Linked DNA regions of Mus musculus: regions 2 and 3 are each linked to region 1. Evidence: chromatin contacts called from public Hi-C data. All regions are on one chromosome and are shown on one strand. Each heading gives the region's core, a stretch centred on a gene start, on an enhancer-like site or on the middle of the called end of the contact. The rest is flanking DNA. Distances are from core to core; before and after follow the strand shown.

Evidence for each region. A called contact is a pair of places that touch in the nucleus more often than the background predicts.
Region 2: a Hi-C map of epidermal suprabasal cells shows a contact between it and region 1, with 5 times the contacts expected there. The contact joins two enhancer-like sites. A contact is called at or near these places in 2 of 15 datasets of contacts at CTCF or cohesin (the NIH/3T3 cell line and large pre-B cells), 45 of 484 Hi-C or Micro-C datasets (B cells, CD4 single positive thymocytes, CD8 T cells and 27 more), 1 of 115 datasets of contacts at active chromatin or transcription factors (embryonic stem cells) and 2 of 9 other capture datasets (adipose tissue and liver).
Region 3: a Hi-C map of cortical neurons shows a contact between it and region 1. The contact joins two enhancer-like sites. A contact is called at or near these places in 5 of 484 Hi-C or Micro-C datasets (cerebral cortex, cortical neurons, embryonic stem cells and 2 more), 2 of 115 datasets of contacts at active chromatin or transcription factors (SST interneurons and embryonic basal ganglia) and 2 of 9 other capture datasets (embryonic stem cells and pancreatic islet).

What each region holds. Positions count from the first base shown.
Region 1 is chr14:99,893,033-99,895,538 of GRCm38.p6, reverse strand. All of the region lies in intron 6 of Klf12 (Kruppel-like factor 12), which reads left to right. Among named protein-coding and RNA genes, the nearest start is that of Gm22970, 120 kb to the right of the region's middle. Within about 2 kb of position 1,253, at least 14 of the 459 cell types and tissues checked have an H3K27ac peak or open chromatin away from gene starts, as enhancers often do. A contact at or near this core is called in cortical neurons and epidermal suprabasal cells, where this site is marked.
Region 2 is chr14:99,125,644-99,128,149 of GRCm38.p6, reverse strand. The region is part of intron 5 of Pibf1 (progesterone immunomodulatory binding factor 1); the gene reads right to left. Among named protein-coding and RNA genes, the nearest start is that of Dis3, 27 kb to the right of the region's middle. Within about 2 kb of position 1,254, at least 8 of the 459 cell types and tissues checked have an H3K27ac peak or open chromatin away from gene starts, as enhancers often do. A contact at or near this core is called in epidermal suprabasal cells, where this site is marked.
Region 3 is chr14:99,218,582-99,221,087 of GRCm38.p6, reverse strand. The region is part of intron 15 of Pibf1 (progesterone immunomodulatory binding factor 1); the gene reads right to left. Among named protein-coding and RNA genes, the nearest start is that of Klf5, 79 kb to the left of the region's middle. Within about 2 kb of position 1,252, at least 28 of the 459 cell types and tissues checked have an H3K27ac peak or open chromatin away from gene starts, as enhancers often do. A contact at or near this core is called in cortical neurons, where this site is marked.

The DNA.
Region 1 (2,506 bases), core at 4-2,503:
GTGGCAGGAATATGTGAGCAATTATTTTGAAATAGTGTCATGATGGCAACCCCTGCCGAGGCTACATTGTTAAAGGAACATTACAAAGGAGAAAATGTAGCTCAGGAGTCATCACAATGTTGCCAGCAGGCCCACTGTTCCTACCCTCTCGTCTACATTGTATATTTCTTCCACACAATAAGGTATGCAGTGTATTTAAATGAAATTGTAGAAGCTTTAAGTTAATGGAGTCTTACTTGTACAGTGAATATCTACTTTTCATTTCCTTCATTTAAAGATAGTACAGGTATATTAAGTGTACATTCTAAAAGAAAATATGGCATCATTTAGGTTGTTCACTATTGTCTTAAGCAGGGGTTCTCAACCTTTGGGGCTCGGAGTACCTTTTCATGGGGGTCAACTAGGATCATTAAAAAACACAGATGCCTACAATATGATTCATAACATTAGCAAAATTACAGTTATGAAGTAGCAACGAAGATAATTTTATGGTTGGGTATCACCACCACCTGAGGCACTGTCTTGAAGGGCCGCTGCATTAGGAAGGTTGATAACCACAAAGTAATTTCAATGCTGTTTTAGCTCTCAGGTGTCAGTAATGCGTACAGCCACTAGATGGAGCACTAGACTCGGCTGTTGCAGCTAGTCTAGGTGGGAAATATGATGGCTCTCCTGCTGTGTGGGACACACTAAAGTGAAACGTGGCAATCAGAATGAAATGTTCCACAGAGCATTTCAACTTAGTAATGAATGGAAAACGGAGTTAAATTTCAAGCCAAGTTTCTAAAAATAATCCCAACATGTCTTTTCTTTTTCAATAAATATTGGAAATATTTCATATTACAAATTGATATTATGCCTCTGCCACAAATCTGGGGCGGGGGTGGGGGAGAGTCATTAATAGGGCAGTTTTGTTTAATGTTCATTAAAATTTATATTTATATTTATTTATTTGATAGAATTTATATCAAGTTCTATAAACTGAACTTGAGATAGATACATTTCTCATGTATCTGCCTTCATAAAAATAACTCATATCAGAATATTAGACATCGAAAGGTTACTTATGGAGGCTTGAAAATATGAACCAGGGATGATTAGACCGTGTCTGAAATCTGTCCTTATTTACATTTAAAAGTAAAGGAAACTGTACACTAATTAGCAACGCCTCCTCGGATGAAAGGGGCATGTGCTGTAACCGGATCACTGTTATTTATAAATTACACGTGTGATGCACTTAAGCCCCACTTACACCTACGCTCCCTCCCACGCGGTGATGCTAAGTGGCTCCAGATTCCACGGTCTCACTTTTCCCCTGACTCATCGCTTCTTATTGCTATTCATGTATTTCTTTCTTCTAAACTGACATCTCGATTTCTTTTTTTTTTTTTCCCTGAATAAGATTCTAAAGTGGCTTGGGGAGATTCTCGGACAGCTGTCCATCGCGGTGGCCTTTGGGTCCACCTTCAGATACATACAGTGCTACTTCTGATATTTGCGTCATTGCTCATGGTTCCTTGAACTCCCCTTTTAGGATCTCCCTCCTATCTCTATTAACTATAAGACAAAGCACACAGCCTAGTGATGGTGCTGAGATACCATCTAAAAACTGACTCTTTTCAGGGTAGAATCCTCATGGTAAGTAGCTTGTAAGTCCTGGCCAGAGTTCATGTAGTCTGTGAGCTGCATGGTTGTCTTAGTCTGCTTCTGCTGCTGATGTTACAGTATCACAGACTAGGCAAGATCTAAAGAATTAAGCTTGATCCTGATTTCTGGGTCTGGTTCAAGGTTGAAGGACTGCATTAGATGGTGGCCTTCTTGATATTGGAGTCCCGTGGTGGCTGTCACAGGACAGGAGACAGGAATGTTTGAGAGACTTATTTACTACTCCTTAAATGCCTCATGGTAGGGATTAAATTTCAACATGAATTTGGGTATTTGTTTGGTTGGTTAGTTTTTGTTTTTGTTTTGTCTTGTCTTGGCTTTTTTGTTGGTGGTAGTGGGATTTTTCTGGATGGTTGTTTGTTGGTGAGGCTGGGTGTCAGTCACACTCACACTACAACAAAGTGTGCTGAGAAATTTTAAAAAATGAAATATGAAATGTGAAGTGATGAAACTAAAGTCTGCATCTCTCTTTGTCCTGTAACTGATAAGCTTGGAGCAGCTACCAAAGGTGTGGCAATCTCACGGATTTTCATTTTTAGCTTTATCCCCAGATGTTGTAAGTCTCATTAAAAATGTGTGACTCAGGACATCAGTTTTATAACCGAAGCAGATAGATACAGTGATAACACATCCTAGGCCTTCGGCAGTCCTTGGCTGAAGTGGATCCAGCTATAGAGCTATGTCATTGTAAACTTATGGCTACAATTAAATAACTTTACTTGGGACTCTAATGGATTTGATATGTATGAGCGGTAGTTGTTTGGAAGTGAAGCTAACTGCCATTTAGTAAGCATACTATGTCACTGTCATAGTAAATAAACAGTTGTTTACATTCTTACTA
Region 2 (2,506 bases), core at 5-2,504, 770 kb after region 1:
GGCAGTAGACTATTGCTGTATTCCCCACTGCTTTCTCCCCTGTGTTCTGTGGGAAGATGTCCACCTTACGTTCTCTCATCACTGAAAAGTGGATTGCATGTGCTAGGAGCAGCCATTCTTTGCCTCCCACAAGATAAGCAAAAGATTAAGTTTCTCATAATCCTAGCACCTAGTACTGTGGCTTTTATATAAAAGTTTTGTAAGTAATATTTATGGAAGAAGCAAGAGAGGACAATGTATAGAATTAGATGCAAAAAAATTATAAATATTTTTATAGAAAAAGAAGTAGACACAAAGTTTGCATTTGGCACCCCTTTCAAAGTGGAAATTTCTAGGTAACAGCTGAGTGAATCAACAGCCAAGTACCGTTTTCTCTTTTGAAATGAGAAAGCAATTACAAAGGGGAAACAAGTGCAATCTGAGGTATCAAGGAGACTGCCACTGCTTGATAGCTTTGTGTACTTGGAACACAACACACTTTTGACTGCCAAGGTCAATGAGACACACACACACACACACACACACACACACATTCAAGTTGTTTGCTATCTCCATGTAGAAAATACTATATCTGTAATTATAATTTTATGCTATAATGGTCTTATCTATGACCCTCTCCATATACCCACACATAACCCTGCGCTCCTTAAAGGCCTGTTCTATCTTCTCTGTATACCCAGTAACCCTTAGTCATTATAGCAGAAATATTTAACGAGTAAACTAATTATGAAAGATAGAGTCTAGAGTCCTAGGGCTTAGTATAGGTAAGTCAAACATAGACAGGGTTACTTCAAAATTAGTATATGCCTAGCAACTAATTGTTTCCCAGACAAAATTAAAGATTAAATAACATATCACCTCTTAAGCAATAATATTATATGTAGTGTGTGTGTGTGTGTGTGTGTGTGTGTGTGTGTGTGTGTGTGTGTGTGTGTGTGTGTGGTGGAGAGGCAGCATGAAAGAAATTTCTATTGCTTGATCTGTTGTTAAATGAGTGAGGTTTTGATTCACAAAAAATTGAGCTCTACCATTCCAATTTCTCTACGTATCACAAGCTTTTAAAAAAGAGGCTTGAATGGGGCCCCACCCTCCAATTCTCTTAAGCCCAAACAACAGCAGCTATTTTAGATACTCAGCATTTCAGAGATGAAAAATACACTGGAGAAAATCTATCACAATCTTCCTTTCAAGATAAGGCCATGATGAAACACCAGAGGAATACATGTCGATTCATGTCCATTGTTGCACTATTACACAAGTCAGGAAATGGAGCCAGCTTAGATGTCCATCAACAGATGAACAGATAGAGAAAATGTGGTAATACATTTACACAGTGGAATTTCTTGAATGGCAAAGAACTACGAAATCATGACATCTGCAGGAAGATAGCATCGATTATAAATTATAACTGAAAGGTAAATATTATGTTTTTCTTAATATATAGAATCTAGAGTTGAAAGTATGTGTCTGTATTTATGTATGTGGGGTGTGTGTGTGTGTGTGTGTGTGTGTGTGTGTGCGCGCACGTGTCTAAGAGGGTGGGAAGCAGAGTAGTGGAAAAACTGGTAAGAAAGCAAGCAGGAGCTGGTACTAACTTAGTGACCATGGTGACAGGGAACCAAAGAGAACACAGTGTAATGACACATCTATATTAAAAATCACCATGAAACATAGAAACAGTAAGTTAACAGTGAAACAAAACAAGGGACCAGCAGCCTGGAGGGCTGAATGGTTTGCATAGGAGTCCAGGTTTAAAGTCTAGGATCTGGAAATCACACAGTTTGTCCGTTTCTTAATTTCAAGTTTGTTTTCCTGAAGAATCTATTTTATAGTAACTATACAACCACTAAACAGAAGCTAATTTAACTTGCTGCCCAAACCCAACTTTAATTATAGGTTTCATGGCTTCAAATATCATATGTACATAAATCAAAGTTGATTCTGACCTCTCTCCCCTAAAACAATCATTACAATTATTTCTCGAATACATATTTTTTAAAATATCATCTGACAGTTTACTGTGGTGGTGCAAAACTGCATTCAGCATCCTTAGGGAGGTGTGGCAGGCTAGACTGCACGGCAGATTCAGTTTCAAAAGCTAACCTAAATAAAAGAACATCATTGGTAACGAGACATCCAGTCTGAACGCGCCTATGAGAAGTAAAGAGTACTCAATGAGGAAAGGAGACAGGCACATTTAAAAGCTGCCATGGAGCTGGGCAGTGGTGGCATTCGCCTTTAATCCCAGCATTTGGGAGGCAGAGGCAGGTGGATTTCCTTCCGAGTTCAAGACCAGTCTGGTCTACAGAGTGAGTTCCAGGACATCCAGGACTACACAGAGAAACCTTGTTTTGAACCTTCCCCCTAGGCTGCCCGCCCCCCCCCCCCAAAAAAAAAAGAAAAGAAAAAGATAAAGAAAAGAAAAAAAAAGCAGCCATGGAACCAAGTGGCAATTAGCCTGGATGGAATGAGGTTCTAAGCCATCTGGGCCAATTTGCAGTCTCTC
Region 3 (2,506 bases), core at 3-2,502, 670 kb after region 1:
TTGACTGCTTACTTCTGAAATGCTGAAGTAAAGAGCAAGTACACATGCATAGACAAATATTGAAACAAGATATTAGAAGTTGGCCAGGCGTGGTGGTGCACACCTTTAATCCCAGCACTTGGGAGGCAGAGGCAGGAGGATTTCTGAGTTTGAGGCCAGCCTGGTTTACAGACTGAGTTCCAGGACAGCCAGAGATACAGAGAAACCCTGTCTCGAAAAAACAAAACAAAACAAAAAAAAACCAAAACAACAAAAAATTTAAGATATATTTCAGAAGTAAAACTGAAACATTTATCCCTAGAAATTTTATAATTTGTAACATAGTAAATTGTGAAATATATAATTTAAATAAATCAGTCAACTGTAAACTCTGTGAAAATAATTTGTGTCTCCAAATTCTTAGTTTCCTCTTCAATTTCTGTGTCTTCATTGTGATTTTTCTCTGATAAATCCTAATTTATGGCAGTGCCCATTATAAGGTCATATTAATATTCTAAGAAATGACTGAGCACTGCTTTATACTATCTGTAATTACTGTTTGATGTACAGAAATTAGTGGGAAGAATCAAATGAAAGTCTATATAATAACATTACTAAAAAACAATCTATGTGACCAGTTCTATAAGAATTGAGAAAAGCAATAATTAATCAAAGTAGCACAGTTCCTCAAATGTCGAGACAAAAATCTGCAAGGGTGAAATGAAGCTAACGAGATGCGTTTTGCTGTAAGACATCTCAGGTTATATTTAATTAAAAGTTATCAATTATCAAAATAATAGGAGGGCCTTTCCGAACTTAAAGAAAGATAATGAGCATTGTGGAAAAATTGGTAAATCAAAGGATTTAAAAAACAAAAACAAAAAACCCACTCCCACAAACTCTGGAATAAGTCAACTTCCCGAGGGGACTCAGAGAGGACTCAGTAGCCTCGGGAGCAGAGGCTGGAGGCAGTTCGGACCGGCTTCCTACTGTGCCATTCCCTCAGCGGAGCCATGCAAAGGCAGAGCTCCACAGAAACTCATCTGCACTTCTGTAAGAGTGTAAACTGCTCAGGGCTGTCAAAGGGATATGCGAATTACCTAGTGAATGATTACATAAAGCGCAGAACACATAAAACTCCACATAAATGCTGTACACTATTACTAACTTAGATGAAAAACAGGCATCAGAGGAAAACAGTAATTAAATGCCAATAAAGGCAAGCAGCTCGGCAGAAAAACAAACTGACAAGCAGAGGTAGGCGCCAGGGAGCCTACTGAGCAAAGCACTGAAAAGAATTAAGTGGTGTGCCGCCAGGCTCTAAGGCATGGTAAGCAACTGATATTTCTGAAATGCTCAGATTCGAAGCTATTTATATTTTATCTGAAGATATATACTCCTCAAAACGAATGTAAAATAATTCAGTAAAAAGAACTAGGCTTTTTCAAGGAGTGTTACATTCTTATACATACACACAGTGCTTAAACACTTGCTTATGTGCAGTTTTGTTCTCTCTCTTCCTCTGCTCTCCCCCGCCCCCCGCCCCAAACACTAATAAGCCCATTAAATAAAGTACAGTACGATGGGAATGGGTGTTGAAGTACTTGAAGGATACTAACTTAACTTTTCAAGAATAAAGCAAGTATTCCACAATTAAACAGCAGAACAGCCCCACTGTGGACCCCAAGCTGGGTGGGGTGGGGATAACACACAGTATTTGTGCTGCATCTCAAAGACAGCAGTTTGTTACAAGCAACATGAAGGCTTCAGACCACATTTCTGTGACTGGAAGATCTGGGAATATCCTCGCTATAGCATATTTACCTTTAACATGGGTATTTCTAAAATTCACATGATCCACTGTCCTGACAGCACTGAGCACATAGAATTTTAGTCTTTGGGGCTGGCGAGATGGCTCAGAGGTTAAGAGCACCAACTGCTCTTCGGAAGGTCCTGAGTTCAAATCCCAGCAACCACATGGTGGCTCACAACCATCCGTAATGAGATATGATGCCCTCTTCTGGTGTGTCTGAAGACAGCTACAGTGTACTTACATATAACAATAAATAAATCTTTTATATAAAAAGAAGAATTTTAGTCTTCAAAAGTCATAGTTTCTAACAATGGAAACTTACTTTTAAAAATATAAAGCTTGCATGTGTGACTCATAAAGCTACAAAACAAATCTCCTTACGAGCACATCTATCTGGAACGGTATATTACAGTTGTAATTGTTCATTTCACTGTTAATTATTACTTAGAAATTCATGTTTATGGCTCTGTCTCACCTGCTATATGAAAACATATTTCTGATATATTGTACCTTGACTTCCTGGATCAATATAGTGTGGCTTAGCCTTGTAAGAGAAGTTGACAATGTAGTCTTTCTTCTCTAACTACTTAGTTAAGAATAAACCGAGAGCTGACCGCCAGCAGGGAAAGAAAACCTATGCAAATCATTCTCTGTCCACGGCCCTCTCAGATCCAAAGGCAGATCACACTGTATTCTCCAGACTGACCGTCTCTG